Regions from separate parts of the Mus musculus genome. Here region 2 is linked to region 1. Evidence: chromatin contacts called from public Hi-C data. All regions are on one chromosome and are shown on one strand. The core of a region is the stretch at or near the end of the contact, and the rest is flanking DNA. Distances in the headings are between cores, read along the strand shown. Region 1 has its middle 390 kb from the start of Mir6344. Region 2 overlaps Col4a4 (collagen, type IV, alpha 4).

Region 1 (6,258 bases), core at 1,480-3,979:
GGTACTTCAAGCAGTTGACTTCCAGTGTAATTTTGGAATTACAATATGGCTTCTCCACGGTAAAGAAACACTAGGGGTAGATCAGATCTCACATGAATTCTCCAACTCATAAATAAAATAAAATATGAATATCCATTGAAAATTTGTGCTTCTTTAAGCCTTATAGAAACCATACATTTCTGTATTTTGTCTGAAAAAAAAAAAGCTGCTTTTCATGTGAGTGTGTTGATACTTGGCAAGGGACTGGCTCAACATAAACGATACTGGGAAGTGCTAAGAGTGATGGAAACAGATCCTGCCTTCAGTGATTTAATTGTTATTTGACTGTAAACTGCTGACGGCAGACAGAGCACATAGACAATAACATGAGATATGTCGGGTGCATACTCTTAAGCCAACAACAGCCTGTAGAACTTAAGATGGAATATTTTCAGACTCAGTGAGAGCCACCATGCATGCCCACCCCTCATTCAGTAGTGTCAGCGCTGAAGCACGGGTGTTTCAGTTACCCAGAACAAGCAGAGAAAGGGGTGGGTGTCAGTCTGTGTACTGGATGCTATCTGCGGAGCTCTGGCCCAGCTAAACTACCAAAGAGTTGTTCACCACTGCTCCAGAACCAGTACAACACTGGGACTCCACACTGGGGCCAGGGGGGGCAGCCAAGGTCTTGAAGGTGACTGCGGTAGCCTTGGGCAACTCCAAGTGGTGAAAGCTCTGGGAGAGAATTCTCTCCCCCCAAAGTGTTACAGCTCTAAAATGACAGATGCTCTCAGAAGGTCTTTGACAAAGTAATTCACACACCTTTATTCCTTGTGGTCAGGTTCTTATATACATTTTGGGGTCAGTAGTGGTCTAAAAGCAGATGTTTCCTATTGGCTTGATCTGAGATGTTAGAATGCCTCATCTGCATATGGTGACGCTTGGGTGCTACCCCTATGTGACTGACTGCGGAAGATCCTCTCCACGGGGTGCCAGTGGTCACATGAAAGGGACCTGGTGAGGAGTAGGTGAAATGCCTACCATCCTCAGGTCTCAGGGTCCTAGGGTTTCTGAATCCACTCAACCTGCAAGTTTCCTGGCATGGCCTACTGACCCATAGGTGTGTTTCCATGGTTTCTTGGGATGGTAGAGGAGGGAGGATACAGATGTGAGAAACATGAATAAATATGCATTTAATAGTATAAAGAATCTGTATTCATGTGTGTGCACATGTGCCTGGGAGGGGGAGGATTACAATTATTATATTTTCTCGTGGTTTACACAGGAAGCAAACTGAAACATGAATCCACTATGCTAGAGTCATGGTCATGTGCTTTCATGAGCATTTCCCTGCCATTAATGCCTTAAGCCAAGAACTATTAAGTAAGGGTTTTATGAAGTCAGATCTTTTTTTTTTTCCTTCTTCTTTTCTTTTTCTCTTTGGGCTAACAGTAAAACGCTGCATGTACCACAGAAAATGATACCTTGGTATTTAAAAAATAATCCGCTGAGGGGTTTCCATGAATAAATGATTTTCCCCCTTCTGTCCGAATTCCCTGCCAAAATATTTGAGACTGGACACCTAGGGTGTTTGCTTCCTCCTTAGGCTCAGGACTCCTCATTTCACATACTGTTGACCCAATAAATTCCATCTGGGATAGTTCAGAACCCACATCCGGCCAAAGTCGGGGAGGAAAAAGCTTGGTGCTGGAGCTCTCTCACAACCATACTTCCTGCTTCGCTGACCCTTCCACTCGCCCCTGCAGGGACTGTCTGAAGCTTCACTGGGGGGGGGCTTATTGAGCCACCCTTCACTGCATCTCAGCTCCATTTCAATCGGTTAGGCTCACTGGGAGTTTTAATCTGCTGGTACCTTTCCCATATTATTGCCCTTTATCCATGCCTTGGTTGGGACTGGGTTGGCTTTGTCTCTGGTTACAATGCTCAAGAGAGAAAAAACCCTGCTGTGTTCTTGGCCTGCAGATACCACGTGTTGCATGAAGCGTGTAAGCCTGATCTCACTCTCAGCCATCCTAAAGACACTCAGGACCTGTGGCTTACGACTTGTAGAAGCTATTTTCTCTATAAATTCTAGCCTATCTATGATTTCTATTTCTCCCGATGGCTTCGGTAGTTTCTCTGTGACTGTGTATTCCTTAAGCACCTCCCTCCGCTAGGAGTTTATAAACTTTGCCCACTTGGGAATAGCATGTCCTCTGTTTGTACTTGTTCGAATTATTTGAACTTAGGTATGCTCTGTGGGGGTAAAGCCACTGCTTGATACAACGTGGAATGAACTGCACACAAGTTTTATGGACTTTACCTCTGTTCCTACTGGGCACAAGATTCTGCTGATATTTTGCAAGTCAGCGAAGACTTCTCCAGCACTGGGTTGGAGTTACATGGGTAACTTTGCTCTAAATTCCCCCCTTTAATGGAAAAAAAATGGATGGAAAGCAAATGGGGGCATAAATCTTCCAAGTTGCTTTTCTGTGACCAGCCAGAAAGTCCCCAAATGGAGACACTGCTTGCTGTTGGCACAAGAACTCCCTTCATTCTGGTGTCAACAGGAAGTTACCAGCCAGGGCAGTGTTAGAAGGTAAAAGGGGAGCAGCCTGCTGTTAATCCAGTTGGGTCTTTCGTTTGGGGGGTTCATTACTTCAAACAGCAAAGCTATGGGTTGCTCTGTGATAGAGTGCTTTTGTCTCTACAAACCTTTTCCTTTTGTACTGCTCGTTATTGTTCTTGGCAGCCAGCCAAGCCTCACATCTTCTGGTCACAGAATTCCTTTCTGCCTACTCCAGTGTAGACTAAGGCCTCTGGGTAATACGAGACGCCTCAATTTCTCAGCAGACAGCACATTAAAGCGAGGTCTGTTGGCCAGATGCAGGGACAGGTGTTACTCTCCTTCAATTTACACCTGCCCTCATTTATTTGTCCTGAGAATGCTACTAACAGACTCGCTCCCAGTGAAGGAAGTGCGGTGACTTTTGTAGGCGGTGGGCTTTGGGGGAAAATGCTTCAGCTGCGCAGTAGTTTGTCTCCACATATACTTTCAGAGGTAGTACACTTCAAGGAAATGTTTTGTTGGGCCTGCATTAAGGAGCAAGAAAAGGCAATAGTATAGCGAGCTTATTAATACAACACATAGTGCTTTTCCCAGCTGAGAGTACCCTGACCCTCAGCAGAAGGCTGGCTTTTTCTTCTTTCTGAGAAACTGGAGAAGCCAAGTCAGTGCCATGAGAACTGGCTTTCTTTCATCCATATAAGCAGAGCCATCAAAGTATGAACTGGCTTAGTCCTCTCAAGTTTAATGTTGGTAGTTCTAATCCAGATTCATTTTTACAGCTCCATCATAGAGATGAAAGGGTGTCAAATATCACAGCATTTATTAATACTTCTACTATTCTTTCAAATGAGAGTTTGGAGAGTCTTATGGTTTTAATTACAGAATCAGATTATTGGTTGATAGAGTGCCCAAGATATGGATTCTATTATAAAAATCATCATTGTCTTAAGTTGATTGCCAACTTGGTTACATGAGGTTTGTTCCTCTTCTTGATCTGAAATTTAGCAACAAAATCCTCTTTTGAGTTGCCTCAGCAAATTTTCCCAAGCTACATAGTCAACTCCTTGGACCTACTTACCCAAGCTTGCTTCCCTCTTCTAGCCATCTCTCTCACACCCATCCTTTTCTCACCCATCAAACTCTACAAGTGTCCTGTCAGGTATCTTCTCTTGCAGGAGCATTCTTTCTGGAGTGTCTTGTTCAAGGGCTTGGGCTTTCCTACCGCTCTCTTCTTTGCATTTCATGGATAAGTTCATTATTCTACAAACTCTGAAAGTCTAGGAAGGGTTTTCTGCTCTACTCACTGATATGCAGTGCCTCACCAATACTTCACATTCTCAGGAAATGACAGTATCGTTTTCCCAGTCTGGGAGATATGCTCTCATCTTTGGCTTACACACAATCATCACATAAAAGGTTAGTCTCATCACTTCATAATGGGGCCCCTTTTGCAGGATAGTTGGCTGTGGGATTTGGAATGGATAAGAATATCTTTCAGAGTTGGGTGTGGTCATTCACGTTTATTCACTCTGGTGGCTAAGGCAGAATAATACTCATGAATTGGAGACTAGTCCTGGCTACATAATAGATAACAGAACTACATTTATAGCATGATACAAATTAACTAAGTAAGTAAATTTAAAATGCTCTTGATTTGATCCTCTCTCTCTCTCTCTCTCTCTCACACACACACACACACACACACACACACATACAGAGAGAGAGAGAGAGAGAGAGAGAGAGAGAGAGAGAGAGAGAAAGATGACCACTGTTCCTCTGGCATTCCAACTATGAATATTACTATGCATATGAGGCCTCCTTTTTTCTTCAGGCCTCAGTGTCTTTGTGTGGATCCTGTAGTCACCATTTGCTTTCTTTTCTTTATCAAATCAATATTGGCTTCTCTTTTAACCGTAAAACCCTATGCTAGAAGGGATTGGGACTCACGGACTTCAGAACAGAAGAAGCCTCAGAAACTGTTTAAATCATGGAAAACCACAGCAAGCAAACTGAGGCTCCCACCCGGAAGAACATATATGCCAGCTTGGTATCCCCCTCTGTATCCACCAGCAGCTTTCCAAGGACCTTCATACCGTGCTGCTTACTCCATACCCCAGGCTGGCTACCAAGGGCCTCCGGGCCCCTATCCAGGGCCCCAACCTGGTTACCCAGTCCCACCAGGAGGTTATGCAGGTGGTGGCCCTAGTGGCTTTCCTGTCCAAAATCAGCCAGCATGTAATCATCCAGGTGGGCCTGGGGGGACCCCATGGATGCCAGCCCCCCCTCCTCCACTGAACTGTCCACCAGGGCTGGAATACTTAGCTCAGATTGATCAGCTTCTGGTTCATCAGCAAATTGAGCTTCTGGAAGTCTTAACAGGCTTTGAAACAAATAACAAATATGAAATCAAGAACAGCCTCGGGCAGAGAGTTTACTTTGCAGTGGAAGATACTGACTGCTGTACCCGAAACTGCCGTGGGGCGTCTAGACCTTTCACCTTGAGGATCCTGGATAACCTGGGCCGAGAAGTCATGACTCTGGAGAGACCTCTGAGATGCAGTTACTGCTGCTTCCCCTGCTGCCTCCAGGAGATAGAAATCCAGGCTCCTCCTGGGGTGCCAGTAGGTTATGTAACTCAGACCTGGCACCCATGTCTGCCCAAGTTCACTCTCCAAAATGAGAAGAAGCAGGATGTTCTGAAAGTTGTTGGTTCGTGTGTTGTGTGTAGCTGCTGTTCCGACATTGACTTTGAGCTCAAATCTCTAGATGAAGAATCAGTAGTTGGCAAAATTTCTAAGCAGTGGTCTGGTTTTGTGAGAGAGGCCTTCACGGATGCAGACAATTTTGGGGTCCAGTTCCCGCTAGACCTGGATGTGAAGATGAAAGCTGTGATGCTTGGTGCTTGTTTCCTCATAGATTTCACGTTTTTTGAAAGAACTGGAAACGAGGAACAAAGATCAGGAGCATGGTAGTAGCTCCCTGAGAGTTCTTGAGGTTTAAGGACGACAATTTTATGGACCCTGAATGGAAACTGAGGAATCACAAGGCACACACCGTGGCTTCTTTTCCTTTACTGAAATAACTTTCTATCAACTCACCTGTGATGCCTGGGTGCCCTGTTGTACAATTATGCTCCCAAATTAGAGTTTATTTTTTAGAATTCTGTCATGTATTTGTTTTTATACATTCTTAAGGTTTTCACTGTGAATTTGGGAAAACAGTTATGTGAATTTATATACATAGAAATGATCTTCTCTATGAAAACATACTTTGACTTTGTCTTTCGTTTCCCATTTTTGTGGAAACGTAAATGCTATTGTAATTTAATATAAAACTACACATTAAATATAATTATGATTTACACACACACAAAAAAACCCTATACTAAAACATGTTATCTTCATGAGGTCAGCAATTCTCACTAAACAAAGCTTATGGTAACTGATGTTCTTTGTCAGTCTGATGGCATCTAAGATCTCCTAGGCAATAAACCTCTGGGCAAGTCCAGGATAGAGGTTAACTGAAGTGGGAAAGCCCATCCTAAATGTGGGCAACACCATTTGATAAGCTGGGTGCCTGGAGTGAATAAAAAGAAGAGAGCTAAGCCACCAGTATTCATGAGTTATTTCTTGACTGCAGATTCCATGTAACCAGCTGCCTCCAGGCCTGCTGCCTTGACTTCTCTGCTCTGATGGACTATATCATCAACC
Region 2 (6,104 bases), core at 721-3,220, 730 kb before region 1:
CCAGAGTGCTTACTGCTAACAAATATTCATTTCCCTGTGTTCTTTTGTCCCCCTCCCCCATTGGTCCATTTCTCCTGTTCTAGATAAATGCTTTTTCTTTGTGCTCTCACAATAACACCTACACAGGACTTTCATACAAACAGAATGGGACTTTTTGAAAAGCAAAACCTTTCAATAATGCCCTTGGTAGCAGCTGATACACAATAAGTATTTTGGTTGATGAATAAGTAGTTATATAGTTATGAAGTCGGGGGATCAAACAGCAGGCAAGAGGCCACACTTTCTTTGTCTGCCTCCTGACAAGTTAGCTCCATATCCTCTTTCCCCTCTTTAGCCCCAGCCATCTCCAGGTCATTGGCGCATACGCACACACACACACACACACACACACACATACACACACACACACATACACACACACATACACACACACATACACACACACACATACACACACACATACACACACACACATACACACACACATACACACACACATACACACACACATACACACACACACATACACACACACACATACACATACACACACACATACACACACACACACACACACATACACACACACACATACACACACACATACACACACACACATACACACACACATACACACACACATACACACACACATACACACACACACATACACACACACACATACACATACACACACACATACACACACACACATACACACACACATACACACACACATACACACACACATACACACACACACATACACACACACATACACACACACACATACACACACACATACACACACACATACACACACACACATACACACACACACATACACACACACACATACACATACACACACACATACACACACACATACACACACACATACACACACACATACACACACACATACACACACACACATACACACACACACATACACACACACACATACACACACACACACATACACACACACATACACACACACATACACACACACATACACACACACACATACACACACACACATACACACACACACATACACACACACACACATACACACACACATACACACACACATACACACACACACACACACACACACACACACACACACACACACACACATATAAAATGTTAGTAAACTCAAAGTACTTATTGGAAGAACTAGAAACCATGTCTGGAATTAAACATTTTATTGTTTTGAAAAAAAATCCAGATTCATTTTTTTTCCCCCTCAGCCCTTCTGCTTTTCCCATCTCAGCTTTTCAAGACTCCTAGCCTTTCAACAGGCCGTGGGTCCGTGTGCATCCCTCCGAGAGCAATGCTGAAGGAAGGAGCACTCTTCCTTTGGAAGTTTCCAGCACCCTGGAGCACTTACTGGCAAGGAAGTAACCTGACGGGAGTGATCGTTAGAACAAATGGTCTCTTGATACTTTCTCCATAGCAATGTGAAAACCAGGCGACCCATGACGGAGTTAAGGTTTCACACAGCACAATGATACTGTTGTGCTGAGATTTTCCTCTGGCGGCTGTGGACATTTCCTGCCTCTGGCAACCCCTCAGCCCTCCCGGCCTTCTCTTTGACTTCAACATTCTTCCAGTCTGGAAGGATTTGGGAGGAATTCAAAAGAAAACATCTGACATTGTTAAGGGCTTTCTCTTCACAGTCTTCCAATTCCACACAACAGGGAACATTTCCGAGTGCCTGCAGGTGCTTGTAATATATTCTTCCTTTTCCCTTTGAACATTTATCAAATAGCCTCACAATGACATTGCTTTTAAAAATCCTCATAGATGTGATAATAAAATCACTTTAAAAGTAATTGCTAATTGCCTCCTAATGTGTGCACCGAAACAGTTAAGTTTCCTGGGAGGTATTGGAAGGGAACAGATCAAAGAGCTTTTCACTCGCTAGACACACCCTTGCTGCAATGTTCCTTTGCTACCACTGGGGGACGCTGTTTCATTGCACACGGCACAGCAAACGGTCCGGCCAAATGTAAAAACAAAACCAAACAGTGGGATACAGTATTAAAACTCAAAACATCTCAGGATAAAACCATTGTTGCGGTTTATCACGCCGATGTAAAAATGAAGCCCGATCCAGCAGAAACACTTTGAACTGAGAAGCTAAATATTTGAAATATGTTCCGAGTAAGGTAGGGAAACCAACTTTCGTGTTTGAACAAACCAGCTGCTGGACTCAGATGGGTTTGCTCTGCTCATACTGACCCGATGGAGTTTTGAGTCCTGCTTGGGTCTCAAAAGGAAAGCCCCCCATCTCTAGTTGTACATCCACATAAGATGGGAATGACAGAAACCTACTGAGAATCACCTGCTGTGTGTGTGAGACAGTCTATTGTAGAAGGGGTACCTGGGCCAATGGCAAGTGAAATCATTCACTTTTGTGTCTCTTTGTGTGTCGGGGGTCGGTAAGTGTGTGCACATGTGTTCATGTGTATACTCCTCTGTCTGTGGGCCTGTGGGTGCCTATGTAGGTCAAAGGTCAATGCCGGCTCTCTTTCTCAATTGCTTTCCACCATGTTTGGGTTTTGGGTTTTTTGAAATAGGAACTTTTACCCTCAATTGATGTTCTTCTTCCATGGTGATTTTAATTTGTGTCAGGTTGACAAAAAACAAAAAGCAAAAAACCAAAAAACCCAAAAACCCTAACTGGACACTTATTGGAACTAGAGATCCCGAATTGGGTTATAATAGCTGGGGTTACATATACGCACCCAGTTCTTTTTTCAGTATGAATGCTGGAGTGACTGAAACGCAAGCCCTCATCCATGTATGGGGAGCACTGTCTGAAACATCTTCCCAGCCCTGCTAGTTTACTTTTGAAAGGTACTTGGCGATGTCTTCTATGAGGAAGGAAATGCCTTCTGTCACAGAGCTATGACAATCAGAGCAGCATCCCCCCCAGTTTCTGTAACTAAATTATTCTCCTGTCTCCCAGCACTTAGCACGCTGGATGTCATTGCCTCTTTGTCTTGTCAGGTTAGGGATTGTGTCTTTCTTGTTTCCCATTGTCTCTTCGAGGCCTGTCATGGGATACACTCCCGGGGTGTGGAGCTCTATGCATTGGGAAGCCATATTTATCCTTTCAATAGGTATTTGTTTATTTGCTAAGGAAAAAAAAATGTTTCTAGTTTAACTCTTATTTTGGAATCTTTCGTTGATAAGAGTTCTCAAGGGTTTTTTTCAACCTTTGCCTAGAGTTGTGAAGATTTCACTTCTCCATCGACTTTAAAGTCAGGGTGGCCAGCTGCTTCATTTTGCGTGGGATTCTCTCAGGATGTGGAAACTCTAGCGCTAAAGGCTCCAGCCCAACAGGGACAGACAGACAGTCACCCTATAAAAATGTAAATCTGACCAGTACCCTGGGTGTGCAGAGTAGCCTTTTTCTAGCTTTAGAACAAAACCATAACCTGAGGGTGGGAAATTTGTCACCAAGAGTGGGCTATGTGACACAGTGTGCTAGGGTGGAGGTTAGAGTCACTGACCAGAGGAAGAACACGCATACTGGCCCCTGAGTGCAGCCGGGTGCAGCCTTAAATGATGGTTGTTAAACAGAAGGACTATCAGAGAGGTGAATAAAAATTCCTCATTACCCAGGAATGTGCTTTGTTAGCCTAATTGCCCTTCATCTGTACTGTATATATTTTATGCATGAACAACTTCCTGATTTAGAGATGGGATTGATAAAAGCTTTCAGTAAAAGGGGAAAATTATGCTTAAAACCCTGCCCAGATGTAGCTGCATTCAATTTAGAAAGATAACATTGGGTCACATAAGGGTCGGCCAGTTCAACAATGGCAAGGGGCTGGGCTGTGACAGCCCAGGATCTGGATGTGTCGATGTGACAATGGAGAGTTGGCAGAGGCTAGGGCAGCCTTTCTTTAGCCAAGTCCCCAGGCCATCAATCTTGGTGGCCAACACTGGAGATCAAAACATGTAGAAACAGCAATGTGGTCTCGAAAAATTTATTATCATTTTAGATAGATTGCAATAAATATCCAGATTTGGCAGATGAAGAAGGTCGTTGTGTTCTTTTGGTGCAAACTTGAAATACTGGCTCATAAAATAGGAAAGGAGATTGGAAAACAAACCCAGCCAGGACTGTGAAAAGTGGTTAGAAAATAAAAGATTTGGGGAAAATAAGGACACACTCCCACCCCACCCCCTTTTTCGGTGCAAGAAAATATGGCTCATTTGAATGGATCTAAATTTGAGATCTTAAAAGGAGAATAACAGTTGTCTATTTCAAGTACTGCTGATAAACAGATTGGAGCCAGTAACCAAGCCATCCTCCAATAAGGACTCTCCATGTGAATTTGCTTTACCTAACAAAGAGCAATTAGCATTCAAGTTATTTCCCTATAGGTAGATGTCTCTAACGTCTCTGAATCATACTCATCCCATAAATGTATTAGAGAAAAATGTGGCATGCAAGCAGAAGCTGTAGTGCATTCTTTAGCTTTCACCCCATCTCTCCAGCCCCTGCTGTCCTTTCTTCGTTCTCTGTAATTCACTCCTTGAGTCAACAAGCATTTGTTCAATGCTTGTAAGGCATAGGAACTATGTTGGGGGGGGGGACTAGTGTGGGGATAGCAAGACTAAGAAGGCCTGGTCCTGCACTGTTTCCCCTTGATCCAGGGAGGCAGCTGCCCAAAGACACAACCATTGCACAGCCAGATATAGGCAACCTATCCAGAGAGCCCTATGGAGGCCCTGTGGGCACCCCAGGAGCCACTTTCTGTGTTTGGTCATATGGGTGTGTTGTCACCTAGTGCTAATCTGAGTGATGGTGCACTGTGTGGAGAAAAGCTTAGTTCTGTGTGAGAAAGAACAGTTACTGGGGAGGGGGAGTCATTGGGTTTGGCCAAAGGCTGTGATAAGCTTCCTTCCTAGAATCACACAGTAGGACAACAAGACACATGGGACCATTTGTGGCTAGGCTCTGCACCCATGAGGGGATGCTATGATACCTGCTTGTTTCTCTCCTCTCTGCTCCTTCACTTCTGCCCCCCTCAACTTAGTGCTAGCCAGTTAGGAAACTCTCATTTGAAAAAGTTAAGCACAACCCAACTTCTACTGATGGAGAGCCCAAAGGAACAGTTCATACCAGATATGTTTGATGACAATGTAAGTGATTGGCTGCTTAGAGAACTCTAGGACGCCTTTGGTTAGTCCAATCCCACATGCACTGACACCAGTGGAGGCACGAGGTCTGGTTTTCAGATCCTGGGTTGGAATTCAGAGATCACCAGAGAGCCGGTGCCTTTGCTGTAAGAAGGTATCAAGTGCTGCTCTGCAGAGAAACAGCTACATCTGAGCTTGACCCACACCTCTGTTTCTCAGCAGCGCATGCTTAACACAAAAGCATACAAGCACATGGTAGTCCCACACACCACAGCAGGAATCATCTTGTTGTTTTGCTTCGTTACCATGACTACATCTGGAAGGAGTTAGGACCAGCACACCCTGGATGGAAAGGGAAGATTCAAACTGGGAAGCAGAAAACATTCGCTTTACTGTCATCCATCCTCTATCCTTGTCCAAAGAGATTGTATCCTCATCAAATCAAAGGTCACTCCCTGCATGCAAATATGGCAACTCTAGACTCTCTTCCATCATGACATAGTTACAAATCAAGTTAAGTCTTCTTGTCAGAACCTCTTCACCAAATGAATGTGCTGAAAACCTCTCAGGCTGGGTTCTGGCCCCTCAGGGGTGGCCTCCAGACAGAGATCTGTCAACCTTCCCCGCCTTGACTCATTCTCCCATGGCCTAGGCATGGGATGGCAGCCAGAGTAGGAACCAAGAGCTGGTCTAACCTTTGGGACACAGAACGTGTGTTGTGTTTCAGGGCCTCTCGGGTCTCCTGGTCTGAATGGCTTACATGGTCTGAAGGGTGAGAAAGGAACAAAAGGCGCCTCAGGTAAGACAGGCGCATTGGTGATCAACTCTGATCAATGGGACTGGATGAGGTGGGGCCTCTTCCTGGTGTTTCTTAACATCTTGAGAACTGGGGGTGAATCCAAAGGGATCGCACAGGGTAGAGACAATGATGGAGC

What was found. A called contact is a pair of places that touch in the nucleus more often than the background predicts.
Region 2: a contact with region 1 is called in a Hi-C map of uterus, with 2.5 times the contacts expected there. The contact joins two enhancer-like sites. A contact is called at or near these places in 1 of 484 Hi-C or Micro-C datasets (uterus) and 1 of 115 datasets of contacts at active chromatin or transcription factors (differentiating embryonic stem cells).

The regions. Positions count from the first base shown.
Region 1 is chr1:81,741,247-81,747,504 of GRCm38.p6, reverse strand. It overlaps the pseudogene Gm5530. Among named protein-coding and RNA genes, the nearest start is that of Mir6344, 390 kb to the left of the region's middle. Within about 2 kb of position 2,729, at least 100 of the 459 cell types and tissues checked have an H3K27ac peak or open chromatin away from gene starts, as enhancers often do. A contact at or near this core is called in uterus, where this site is marked.
Region 2 is chr1:82,472,342-82,478,445 of GRCm38.p6, reverse strand. Col4a4 (collagen, type IV, alpha 4) reads left to right here. Exons shown (of 48, transcript NM_007735.2): 38 at 5,897-5,968. Among named protein-coding and RNA genes, the nearest start is that of Gm46095, 100 kb to the right of the region's middle. Within about 2 kb of position 1,970, at least 54 of the 459 cell types and tissues checked have an H3K27ac peak or open chromatin away from gene starts, as enhancers often do. A contact at or near this core is called in uterus, where this site is marked.